3 separate regions of the Mus musculus genome follow, and all the other regions are linked to region 1. Evidence: chromatin contacts called from public Hi-C data. All regions are on one chromosome and are shown on one strand. Each heading gives the region's core, a stretch centred on a gene start, on an enhancer-like site or on the middle of the called end of the contact. The rest is flanking DNA. Distances are from core to core; before and after follow the strand shown.

Region 1 (4,467 bases), core at 742-3,241:
TCAACCATTACTGCTGGGATACACTTTTGGCTTATTTTTCTGCCATTGGGAGGCATGGCTGGGTTGAGACATTCGGTTTTTTTTTTTTTAGCTCCCCCCCCCACCCCCCCCCCCCCCCCCGCCAACACCACCCCCCCTTAATCAAAGAAAGAGATCTTATCTCCCTAGCCAGCCTAGCTTACCCCCTCCCTCTGCCCTCCTCCCTGGATGCCTAGTTTACTGAAACCTGACTTGCAGGTCAGGGAACTGGTAACAGATTAATTTTACTCAAAGAGGAACACTAAGTATTTTGGCTGGGACACATGAGAATCCTGTTATAATATTACCATTTTCCCCTTTCTAAATTAAATATTAGGAAAAATTAAGCCAAGTAGTGGCCCACGCTACAGTGGAAAGTATTTCTCTCACAAACACGGGGAGATAAATGCTTGTGTGAGTGAAGGCACAATAAATACACATTATGTTAAAAAACCTAAGATTATGCAGGTTTTAGAGTTATAGCTAAAAGTGGTTTAGTGTTTCATGCCTAATAATAGATTACGCCTATCATATTTCCAACCTTCATTTCTCCTCCCTTTGAAGTCCAGCCATATAAAGGTTGTTTGTTGAACCACACTAAAGTTAAAGCAAACATTACTTAGGGTGATTCATACTGGCAAGAATTTGCAATGAAGGCAGTGGTGTGTGTGTGTGTGTGTGTGTGTGTGTGTGTGTGTGTGTGTGGTGTGCCTGAGTCAAAGGAAATGAAATGTTTGTAATATTTTTTTTCGGTTGATAAATTTATTAAAACATTCTAGAAGCTTCTAAGGGAAGCAGGGCTGACATACATAGACTCTCTGCAAACAGATTACACCCGGGGCCCCGTGGGGGAGGCAGACCTTAAAAGAGGGAAAAATTCTCTGGATTTCAGAAATTGCCACCAGGTCACAGCAATACTTAATTAACTGAATCCATTAACAGAAGGCTGTAACCTAGTTGTTAAGAAGAAGGAAAAAACAAAAGACAAAAAAAACCACACACACACACACACAAAAACAAAACAAAACAAAACAAAACAAAACAAAAAACCAAGAAAACAAAAAACAAAAAGAAAGAAAGAAAAGGAAGAGCAAAGTTAGGGAGTAGCTAGATTCATTTACTCCTCTGTTCTGTGCTTAGGATTAGCCTTTCAGAATGAGCAACCTGATTTTTTTTTTTTTAAAGGATCCATTTACCTTCCAGGCCTTTTCATAGCAAAACATTTTGTAGGGTTGCAAAAGAGATTAATTTGTTGCCAGTTGCTCCATACTGGCAGGGTTTCTGAATAAAGAATGTAAGCAATCTATCTTTGTTTGTAAGATATAATTAATCTGGCAGTTAAAATTCTTTGGAAACATTCTGATGACTTATGTGGAAAAGTGGAGCAAAGATTTCAAAGAAAAACTCAGAACTGTGTGCAGGGGAAGATAAAAGATATATGAAGTGTTTGTTCTAAGCGATACTATTCATTTACAGATCATAACGTAGCCCCACCCTGGCAATTATTCTGGAAAACAAGACAAATCTTTGTCTAGAGCCTTCTGACGGCGGTCTTGATTTGACAAACAAAATAAGCACATTACTGTTGTACTCTAATAGACTGCAAGCTGTTTTATTAGAGTCAGCTGAATCCTGTTTTGCATAAAAAAGAACACTGTTTGCTATGGAGAACACATTTATGTTAATAGGACTTTGACAAAGTAAAATAAAATCGCATTAAGATGCTGCAAAGAGATAAGACAATGAAATCTCCGGGAGAGAGAGAGAGTTTTGGCACACACTAATTACAGTCACGTCCCTGCAGGAAAAGAATATATTTTTACACCAACTATCCATGTGTTTGAAAATGCAGAGAGCTTAAAGCATAATTCCTGGTCTCGGCATTTCCTGGATGCGTCAGGCCCCGTGTGTCACTAAGGTGGTGACTGTTTTAAAGGAGTCTATCTGATAAATCCCACTTTCATTTTCAGCAGCAAAGGCAGGTTTCTTTCTGAATGTGAGCGAGCCTGCCATCATCCTGCTTAGTTTGAAGGGACTTTCCAATATAGGGCCGCTGAAAACAAGGTTTTAGATTACATGGTAATTTAGGAATGCATGAAAAGTGAAGCAGTTACCATAATAGGGTTCTGGGTAAACTTCATGGTTTTTAGAGCAAAACATAACAACATATGTTTTGTGATTTGTCTCAATGATTATATACATATATATATATATGTATATATATATATATATGTATATATATGCAATTTTGTTCGGGTACTATCAAAATATTTGGAGGCCTCATCTGTGCACAGCATTTTTATAACCTTATTTTGAAAACTGATGTCTCTTCTTTTAGTTCAGTCATTAAAAGGCAGGCGATGATGGACGCCTGAATGCCTTGGGTTTTATGACTAGTCAGTTCCTGGCAGCGGCCATATTTCTTCCCTAGTGAAACTTTAATATTCCTTTGGCCTTGTTTAGGCTAAAAAAAAATTTTTTTTTTTTTTTTCAGGATGTGTGTGTGGGGCAACTTTGCTACTCTGGCTGGCTACTTATAAATATCACCAACCAGATATCATACCAAGCAGATATCTGCCTCTCCCCCGCCCCCTGCTCCCCACCCCCCATGACTTAACACCCCACAAAATGAAGAGGCCAGAAAGGGAGACCTATTCTCCCTGGCTTCTAATAAATACTTCCTGCCCTGTGATTATGCTAGATTCTTTCCTGTTAAAAGAGGCAGGGTTATGGAGAAAACCTTGTCGGTGGACGGCGGCGCTATTGAAGGGAAGTGAGCCTCCTTGGAGTAGAACGGGACTGCTATTTGAATTGCTGCTTTGGAACTTGTCCTGAATGAGGCAGCTTTTATGAGAGGCCCGATTTTCAGCCCAGACTCTTTGATCTTCTTGAAGTTGCAACACCAGACACCAGGTGTCTCCACTTAGCTGAGCTGAAGGTCCTGGGAAAGAAGGTTGTGTCTCCAGAAAGGTTGACTGAAGCCTTGCCTTCCTTAGGGCTCCTTGCCTGGGGAAGTGTATAGGGGCTTGCTGGGACCAAAGAATACAGTCTTGGTGTTCTCACTGTTTTGGTAAGAGCTTGTGCCTCAACAGGGAAGGAACCTCAGTTCTGTATGGAATCCATGAATACTGGAGCCTCAGCAAACACTGAACTAGGCTTCCACATCGACCGTGAGTCGCCATCTTGGAAGGCGAGAAGCCATCACCCAGAGAATGGAAGCCTTTCATGTAGGTGAAGGCCAACTCTGTGGGAACCTTCTTCCTGGAACTCCTCAGCGAAGAGCTGGTTGATGCTCCAGTTTAATGTTCTGATCTCCACGAACACACATGGCTTTCTCCCATTGTTACTCATTTCCTCTCTGTGAGAGGGAAACAGAGAGAAACGACATCAGCCTGTTCCCTTGTGTACTTAAAGAGCTTAAGTTGAACTATGCTACCTCCATTTGATGTCAGGGGTAACAGCAGATGCCAGTGGGTCCCAAAACATGGCATTCCAAAGATGGGAATAAGTATTTTTTTTTAAAAGATCATTTTAAGGGGGACAAGCGAGCTAGCATCTGGAGTAGAGGAGCTTTGGCGAAGGTCCAGAGATGGGAACTGGAGCTTTGGATGCCACAAGAAGGTGGTAGAGAATGGACTACAGAGATTTATCAAGAGAAGGCTATAGTGCCCCCATCCCCATCCAATAAATAAATAAACATTTGAAACATTATTGCATCTCATTACCCTCCAGAATAACTGTGTTTAAAAAAAAATCCCCAAATGCTGAACTCATTTATGATCATCTTGTGCTACATTGTATTGTCTCTTCTCAGATGTACTTGACCAAAGAATCAAGAAAAATAAGCAAAATCCCTTGTAGCTATTTTATAACAGGCATCATCATTACACTATGGATTATTACAAAATTTTCACCCAGTTTGATCAACTTTGTATTTCACCTGTAGTGTCTTAGTCAGGGTTAGCATTGGTAGGATGGAGCACCATGTCCAAAGCAACTTGGGAGAAAAAGGGTTACCTTCCACATCACTGGTGGTCATCAAAGGAAGTCAGGACAGGAACTCAAACAAAGCAGGAACCCAGAAGCAGGAGCTGATGCAGAGGCCAAGGAGGGGTGCTGCTTAATGGCTTGCTCAGCCTGGTTTCTTATAGAACCCACAACCACTAGCCCAGAGGTAGCCCCGCCCACAATGACACAATGGCCTGGGCCCTCCCACATCTATCACTAATTTAAAAAAAAAAAAAAAGCCCTATGGGGCTTGCCTGCAGCCTGATCTTCCAAAGGCACTTTCTCAATTGAGATTCCTTCTTCCTCTTCCAACTCTAGTTTGTGCCAAGTTGATACAAAACTAGCCTGCATATGTCGGTTTGCCATACTTGCTTATTTATATATTTAATAAATCCATAAATTATCCTGGATGTGACTGAGTGTTTTGAAGAACATTCTTAA
Region 2 (4,467 bases), core at 610-3,109, 320 kb after region 1:
TAGAAGAGAGTATTGGATACCCTAGAACTGGTTTCAGGCTGTTGTGAGCCTCTACATCAGTACTGAGAAGCAAACCTGGGTCCTCTGCAATAGCAACAAGTGCTCTTAACTGGTGAACCATCTTTCTTGCATCCGTTCCAAAAAAAATTTTTTGAGGGGTTCATACACTTGCACACTGTATTTTGATCTGACCCACCCACTGTACCCTCTATCCATCTCCTCAGAGATCCCTCCTTACTATGTCTCCCTCCAATGTCTTATATTTCCCCGCCCCCAGATTTGCTGGGAATATTCTCAGGCTTCAGAGGACAATAATTATCTACTCTCTAGTTGAAATTCTATGGGAGATGCCCAGGCGAAATGATTGCGCTCGAAACCACAATTTCTTAGGCTCTTCGGCAGAAAAGCAGTATTTGTGTTTCCCACAGCATGGCGGGGGTGGTTGACTAATAAACGCTTGCATGTTATTTCAAAGATGACAAGGGCCAGCTATTACAGTGTATTATTATCTCATTCTCTTTCCCGAGCTGGTGTGAGTGTTGGGTTACGGCTGGCTCGCCCATCTACTTACGCATGTTCTCTTCACTGGAGGAGTCAAATTTCAGCCTAGCACAATCGATGAATGTTTATGAGGCTCATTATGGGTCTAGACTCCCCTCATGCTCAGTGCCATTATGAGCAAACACTAAGGCTTGGCTTTGAACCTCGTGGTATCTTATGCTGACCGGCTTCACTTACATCCTGGTTTGTGTACTTGGGGTCCTGTTTCTGTATTCTGTAGAATGCTTGGCCACTTGCTGGCATCACATAACTGTCCAATAAAAGTAGTGATAAAGTTGTAAATTGTTCTCTTGATTTGCCTCCATATTAAAAAATAGACTACACAGGAAGAAATACGTTCTCATGGTTTTTGGCAAAAGACAATTCAAAGCCTTTGTTAATGGGAACACAGACTCTTCTCTCTCCTGCTTAGTAATCAGGAAGATGAAAACTATTTACGCAAAGAATCCTGGCTGGATCATCCTTAAATCATTTATAACTCACTGAGTGCTTTGAATAATGGAGAAGCTAGGGGGGCCTCTGATTCAATTTTATCTCCTTTGTTTCTTTACTATCTTTGTGCTTTCTTACATTTAGAAGAATGTTACAAAAAAGAGGGTTGGGATTTTTTTTTAAAGAAAAGCTATTAAAAGCTTTTAGGAGGACTTGAGCTTTAATCAAACCTTTCTGTATTCAGGGAGGCCAAATCTCCATGGACCTGGAGACAGCCTGAACGTTAAGCATTTGAAAAGCAAACTAAATTCATGAGCTAAGCCTTGCTTCCTTCCCCTGTCAGCCTTATCATTCTTATAATAGATGCGACATTAGCTCAGTACATTCTATGACACAAAGTCTCCATTAGATCACAGTATCAAATGATGGGAGCGCATATTTACCTGACATTTTTCATTTATAAGTGCTACATTGCATATGTATTCATCTTCCTAGGCTAATTACTAAAAATAAAAAAAAAAAACCCAAAACCTCGGTAGTTTAAAAACTGTAGCTATCTTCCATGTTACAGTTCTGGGCCCAGCTCAGCTCAGCAGGCTCTCAGATCTATCTCAGCTGCTGAAATCAAAGCTGTACATGGTGTAATTGCTTGCAGGAGGCTCTAGGGCTGGGTTCAACTCTGAGCCTTTTTACACGGTTCTCAGAGCCCCATTCCGTAGGACTGTGGTTTCTGCTTCCTTCCTGGGTATTACGTAGATGTTTTTCTCAATAAGTACAGGCTACCTGCCTCTGATGACTAACCAGCTCCTCTCTCTCTCTGTAAAGCTAGACATCAAAGATCAAGTCCTTTTACGTGTTGAACCTTTAGCTCTCCTCTCTTCTCAATGGCTCACTTGATTCGATTAGGCTCACCCCAATAACCTAGAGCAATCTTACCATATCCTTATCTGGAAACTCCATTCTGCCCTCTAGTTCTTTTGCCATGTCAGCTTTGTACGACTCTGTGGTCAGGAAAGTCCATATTTTCCTTAGCTTATGGTGTGCATTAGGCAAGGGTTGCAGCGTTAGTCTGAAAGGCTTGTTTTTATTTTATGTGTCCAGCACATGTCTGTGCACAGTGACCCTGCAGAGCCCATGAGGGATGGTTGTGAGCTACCTTGCAGTTGCTGGGAACTGAGTTCTGATCCTTTGAAAGGTGACAAGTCCTCTTAGCTACTGATCCATCTCTACAGCCTCAGCTATCCTCATTTATAGATGAAGGAAGGCAGTGTCTTTGTGGTGTAATTAGTAATGATAATGAGAAGGTCAGTGGCTGGAGATCTTAGTTTCTGCTATTGTTAGCTTTAATTAACATTCAAGAATGCACAGCAAAATATTTCATCTGGGGACGTGAAGATGAAAGATACAGCTTATAATAGTTAATCTTCGCTGTTAAAATACCTGGACTTAAAATCAACCAGAAGCCCTACCTCTGTATTATCCTGTGAGGGCATTTTTCAGAGAGGTAGGTCCCATCTAAATGTGTGTCACGCCATCTCATTATCCCTGGTCCTAGTCTGAATAAAGAGGGAACCATGAGCTGAACACCCACATTTATCTCTCTCTGTTTCCCTGGAGATGTAACGTGACTAGCTGCTTCATTCTCCTGTCAGCATGGCTTCCCATGGTGATGGTCTGTATCCCTTCAAACAGTGAGCCAAAAGAAGTCCTTCCCTGCTTAAGTTGCTTTAGACAGACGCTGTGTCACAGCCATAAAAATAAGTGGTTCAAAGCAACCACACTCCTGCACCAAAACCCACACAGATACATACACAGACATTTTAAAAAAAATTAATATTTATAGAATTTGTATTTTTTTTTCTGTGTGAGTGTATGCATGCAAACCTGGGCGTGAAGCAATGGAGGGCCATGAAATCATACGCTAGGGAAGGCATCCATGTATAATGTGCCCTCACACTTAGGGATGCAAAGACATGGGGTTGAATGGAATAGACTAGACTAGGCTAGACTAAACTAGAAGGCTATGAAAGGAAAAAAAAAGAAAAAGAAAAAAGAAAATGAGTTTAGAGCTCTGATCCCAGCACTCGGGAGTTTGCAGCAGGAGAGACGAGTTTACAGAAGTCGAATCACAAACGATTTTTTTTTTAACCTCAACAACCAACACCAAACAAAAAATATCCAAGTCAAAACTGTTGATTGCTCGGTAGCTTTCTTTTCCACAGAACAGTTTTCTTGCTTGAGGCAATAGGACACAGGCTGATTATCCTGACCTGGGTATTTAAATATGGTCTTCAAGGTGAGCAAATGCATCTCATTCAGAGGAGGCAAGTGATAGTTTTTGTTCTCCATGAGGACATTTGGGTTTTCAAGTTTAGCATCTGAATCCTTAAAGGTTTTTCTGGTTTTGCTGTGTTTGTTTCTGAGACAGGGTCTGACCATGTGGTCCAGGCTGGTGATTTGGTCCAGGCTGACCTCGAATTCACCAGCCTGTCAAGTACTGAGATTATAGACATGTGTCACCTCATGTAGCTTAAAGGTTCTTCTCTGACAAAATTTGATGGTGTGTTGATTGATATACTTTGTTATAGCTTCATGTCATTATTGGGATTGTTTAAATAATTTAGTGACTCAGGTTTTCAAAATTGCCAATTCGAGATACTCCAAACTGCTCATGGGTAACAATCCACCAAAAGTGAAAGACAGGCACATAGATGGCTGAGCACTACGGAGAAAAGGCTCACCCAATGTGTGTCTAGATCTACACACAATTTAATTTAAAAACACTGTCATTTGTTTGCGTGTTGGACCAAAGGATACCAACACTGGCCTAAAATTATTGATAACGGCTGGAGATCTAGTTAAATTCAGAGTGCTTGCTTAGCATGCATGAAACCCTGGGTTTGATGTCCAGCCCTATAAAAACTGGACATGGTGGTACATACCTGCCAACCAGCACTTGGGAAGTGGAAGAGCAAAGATCAAAAATGGAACACCACTCTCCTCCACATAGAATGCTCGAGTCCAGCCTAGACTATACGAAATCTTCCTTGTCTCTAAAAGACGAGAAGAACATACATCAAAAACTTGCACATGGGCTGGAAAGATGGCTCAGTGGTTAAGAGCACTGGCTGCTCTTCCTAAGGTTCTGAGTTCAAATCCCAGCAACCACAGGCAAACATGCGGGCAGAATGCTATAGACATAATAAATAAATAAATTTTGGGGGAAAAATTTGTATGCTTCCAAAATATGTATCTGTGATGATCAGATTGTGTTCACACCACACCTTTCACATACACAGCCATGGAATGCAATGTGGGAGGGCAAAGTTCATCTGTATTCTTTAGCCTCGGCCATGACAGGGACTTACCAGACTGTGGGTCAAAGCCATCTGTGTGGCCTATGATTAAATTTGTAGAAATAATCTTTTTTTTTTCCATAAAAGTATCTGATTTATTTTAGCATGCATTTGGCTT
Region 3 (4,467 bases), core at 1,351-3,850, 280 kb after region 1:
TGTTTCCATTCTTTCTCACCTCCTCTCTGTCTCTTTCAGAGGGTGAGTCTGCCATTATTAGAATGTTTTCTTTATCTTTATGTGTAAAACCCATACCTTTCCTCATTTATTAAAGGGATGCCTGCTCTCTTTTGTCCTTCTGAGCTTTGAATGAGAAAGATGTTTGTCATAGTCTCCAGTGTTTAAATACTTGGAGGAGACTTCGGAGGTGTGGCCTTGCTGGAGAAAGTGTGTCAACTGGGGTGGGGGCAGGCTTTGTGTTTTCAAAGCCTCCTGCCACCCCTGGTTCTCCCTCTTAACCTCCTCCTTGCTATTGAAGCTGAGAGTTCTCAGCTCCTGTTCCAGCGTCCATGTCTGCCTGTTATCCTGCTTCCCCTCCATGATGCTAATGAACTCTAACCCCTAGAACTGTAAGCCACAATAAACCATGATTTCTATAAGTCGCTTAGGTCATGATGCCTTATTAGAACACTATAAAAGGTAACCAGTAAGACCTTGAACCTTGAAGTACTTTCAGACTTATGTAGATGGCAGAAACATGTTTGTATTCCATGACAGAAACACAGCTCTATCAGCTCTATATACATTGTTCTAAACACACATGTGGATTTCCCCAGTGTCAGATTTATTCCACAAATTCACGTTGCAATTCTGTAATATTCATAGTCATCTGATGGGTTGGACTTGATGTATTGCTTTCAAAAAAAATTTTTTTTGGAAACGCATCTTAGTATAGTCTGCTATCATTTTGTGATCATAATCAGTAGTATGACTAATACTGATTCTTAAAAGGATATTGTATGCCAGCTTTCAGATTTCCTCCCAGAGACTAGAATTCTCTCTCAAGTGTCCAATAGATTCTTCTGAATAAGGAACCATTTAAGCACTCGCCTGCCTTATTCTCTCAGAGAACTGGCAAGAGTATCCAGAGTTTTCGCCATTATTTCTCTTCATCGGTTACATTTCTGAAAGAGACCTGTGTCTTGAAAAAACAAACCCTCCAGTTCTCTCAGGTTTTCCTTCCTAAGACTCAAGCCCCACATGTGAGAAGGACATGCACTACTGTTATTTCCTAAAACAAGACTCCATTAGATCACTGTGGTATCCTGCCTCGTCCCAATCTTTGCCTTCAGTTTCACTCTGACAAAAGTTAAGATGTTATCATGACTTCAGGTTTGTATATCTTGTGGGTAGCTTTGCAGTTCTTTAGATTTTGATTCTTCTTTCATTCTTCTTCTTTAAATGCATCTGTTATAGTAATTAAATGATCATTTCCCCTCAAATCTCAGTGACTTTAAACTGATGATTTTGATTAGATTACTATAATTATTGTTACATTAAGATTTGTTTCAGGTTAATTGTGAATAATTTCCATTTGTTATCATTTTGTTATTATTTTCTACTCCCTTGATTAATTTGCAAGTTAGAGTTTTATGGTCTTTTCTGAAAACTTCATTTGCATACATTCATTATCCAAAACAGTGGCTTTTGCTATGTCAGTTCCATACACTGACCGTGCCCTTTGACACATTTCCATCCTTACACTTTGTTACCCCCTATTCCTGCCGGGCATCTTATTTCTCTTACACTATGCTGCAGTTAATGGATTGGAATAAACTTGTCTTATGGGCTTAAAATTTGAAGTATGCTTTGTGCCTGTTCAGTTATGTGTGTGTTTAACCTAAAAACCGTTTCTCTAGTGATTTTGGAACAGTATTTCTATCCTGTCCATTTTCCTAAATCATTGAAACATAGAAAACGATGTAATAAATTACTATAGAAAACAATTTAATAAATTATGTAATAAAAAATCTTCCTCCCTTAACTACCATCAACACATTACTATCACAAGTAAAGTTTTCCTAATCAAAAAATCTAAAATACCAAAATATTTCCCAAATCCTGAACATTTTTTAGCATTAATGTAACATTATTTCTCTATTTTCCTATATAATAATCGCTTAGTGTCTGATGGTTTCTATTGCTGAGAAGTGGCCATGACCATCACAGCAACTCTTACATAGGAAGACATTTAAATTGGGGACGGCATACAGCTCAGAGATTTAGTCTACTATTGTCTGGGTAGGAAGACATGGTGCTGCCGTGGTAGCTAAGAGTTGGATATCTGGGTTTGATCTACAAGCAACAGGAAGAAAGAGCAATACTGGGTCTGACTTGAGCTTCAGAAGACTCAAAGCCTACTGGTAATGCACACTTCCTCCAACAAGGGCACACCCCTTAGTATTGTCAACCGCTATGGACCTACAGGGACCATTTTCATTCAGACCACACAGCACTTATTTATGTCAATTTTATGTCCTCCCTGTCCAAATCGTCACCAACTTATATGAGAAGCTGGTTCTTTCTGTACACCACGCTTTGCAATCTGATATGATTATTACCTAATCAGTGAGTTTCCAGGAAACACAGGAAAATGTCACACAGCTTTGGAGACTATGACACCTCCAGAGGCATTGCCAATTTGGACAGAAAAAGGAGAGAAAAGAGAAAAAGCATCAAAGAAAAGTTGAACTCTCAACCCAAACTGCACAAACATAACACAGACAGGAAACAGTGTGTGTGAGCCCAGGAGGGGGTGGGACTCTGAGGCTCACCTGTGAGCCCTAGAGGATTAATCTTAGTGCCAGTAACCTGCTGATGGATGTCTAGCTGAATTTCAAAAACCGCTTGGGACAAGTGGCACCTTTTTATGGCCTTTGATTTCCTACATGTTTGAATGACAGTATCTGTAACTGTTTTCCAATAATGTCTGCACCACAATTATATTTAGGGAGAGGAGTGTTTGTGTCGTAAGTTCCCCAGGTTCACAGATGGATAGGTGGTTCCCATAGGGAGGATCATGACTAGACTCAAGAGACACAGGTGATGTACTTTTGTTTTGAGCTAATGAGATGCATAGTCTGGAGTTAGTGTTAGGTTGGGTGTGAATTTGGGATGGGTTGAGTAAATAAACACTGAATTATTGCGGTTGGTTGGTTACAGTTGGATGGAAGGGTCCCTCCAGATATATGAATAATTTATATTCAAAACTTGGGTCCCAGACAGTGGCATTCCTGAGAGCTGATTGCACTGTATGGATGCTAACTTCATCAAGAGTTTCAGCCATTAAGGCTGCAGCAGCTGAATCTGCCCACAGGCTGCGATGCTTGGTTGGTAGCAGGCCAGTGGAAAGTCACCTTGTCCCTAGATTGGGCTTTGAGAATCCCAATTCCCGTAACACAGGGTTACTGGCCAAGCACTACTTCTGGCCAAGCTGTGCTTTACCACTAACTCACTACACATGTTCGGAAGACCCTAGAAAAGCCCGCAGTTGTCTCTCTGCGCCTGCGTAGAGGCTGCCACCATTCTGTGAGTCTCAGCAATTTGTTGTGTGGTGTTACTTCGTGATATTCTTTGGCTCCCGGTTGCCAAGATACTTTTGTATCTGAAAGTCCTTTCAGGGGGTACCTGTCAGGCCCCGCACTTCTCACATCTTTCTCCTCCCTAGCTACTGTGATGTGAGCAGCCTCAACCATATGTTCCACACCAAGTGATTCTCTCTCCGCTTCACTCCTAAGCAGTAGAATCAGACAAACGTGTGTTGGAAGCTTCTGAAATCATGATCCAAGACCAACCTCGTAGAGCGTAGTTTTTGCTACCCTGGTTTAAGCTCCAGGTGGATGATGCTACCAGCCCCACCCAAGTTCACACACACACACACACACACAAGCTTATTTTTGATATACTTTAGTGCAATAGCCAGGCTCTTCCAAGCCTTTCTCGGCTATCTCACATCCTTCTTTTCACTCCGAACTCAGCACCCTAAATCTGCCCTCAACTTTAGTTGCTCAGTTACCTTCCCTTGTTCAGCATCCTAAATATGCCCTCAGCTTAATTACGTTTCTAATATCCTAGCTGGTACCTCAGGCCAGGTCAGGGGGGCGGCTGATGGCTACTCTGCCCAAGATCTCACGTGACTGACGGCTTCTTCTCTCTTCCCCACACCACAAACATGGACTATACTCTTCTTCTCCCCTATGTCTGCTAGCCTGCCTGTGGGAAAACTGGAAGTCCCGCCTATTCTGCCCAGCTCATTGGCCACTAGCATCTTCATTGATCAATCAAGAACCTATTGGGAAACAGGACCTTCGGTGTTCCCATGCAGACTCCCAATCACAACATCAGAACCATACCCTACACAACCTCTCCTTTTTAGAAATATTCTTAATTTCAGGTATTTTGTCTCAGTGATGGACCACTGAATGTCACGAGGTCTAAATGGCAGGCTCAAATTTAGTGATTTTTCCCTTAGACATATCTGTGTGCCAGTGTGGTCCAAGGGAGACTTGGCATAGGTAGCTGAGGAAAGAGAGTTGAGATGATCAGGTTGATGTGGACTCCGTAGCTGAGCTAGCGTCAAGAGGACTTTTATAAGAAGTGAATCTCAAATGTGTCGTGCGCTGAAAG

Evidence for each region. Hi-C and Micro-C count contacts between places; a contact is called where the count stands out from the background.
Region 2: a Hi-C map of regulatory T cells shows a contact between it and region 1, with 2.9 times the contacts expected there. The contact joins two enhancer-like sites. A contact is called at or near these places in 1 of 484 Hi-C or Micro-C datasets (regulatory T cells) and 1 of 115 datasets of contacts at active chromatin or transcription factors (regulatory T cells).
Region 3: a contact with region 1 is called in a Hi-C map of Th1 cells, with 2.3 times the contacts expected there. The contact joins two enhancer-like sites. A contact is called at or near these places in 6 of 484 Hi-C or Micro-C datasets (the AML12 cell line, Th1 cells, liver and 2 more) and 1 of 9 other capture datasets (embryonic stem cells).

The regions. Positions count from the first base shown.
Region 1 is chr10:68,354,305-68,358,771 of GRCm38.p6, forward strand. No RefSeq gene overlaps it. Among named protein-coding and RNA genes, the nearest start is that of Gm32748, 16 kb to the left of the region's middle. Within about 2 kb of position 1,992, at least 108 of the 459 cell types and tissues checked have an H3K27ac peak or open chromatin away from gene starts, as enhancers often do. A contact at or near this core is called in Th1 cells and regulatory T cells, where this site is marked.
Region 2 is chr10:68,671,977-68,676,443 of GRCm38.p6, forward strand. No RefSeq gene overlaps it. Among named protein-coding and RNA genes, the nearest start is that of Tmem26, 50 kb to the right of the region's middle. Within about 2 kb of position 1,860, at least 60 of the 459 cell types and tissues checked have an H3K27ac peak or open chromatin away from gene starts, as enhancers often do. A contact at or near this core is called in regulatory T cells, where this site is marked.
Region 3 is chr10:68,631,186-68,635,652 of GRCm38.p6, forward strand. No RefSeq gene overlaps it. Among named protein-coding and RNA genes, the nearest start is that of Tmem26, 90 kb to the right of the region's middle. Within about 2 kb of position 2,601, at least 6 of the 459 cell types and tissues checked have an H3K27ac peak or open chromatin away from gene starts, as enhancers often do. A contact at or near this core is called in Th1 cells, where this site is marked.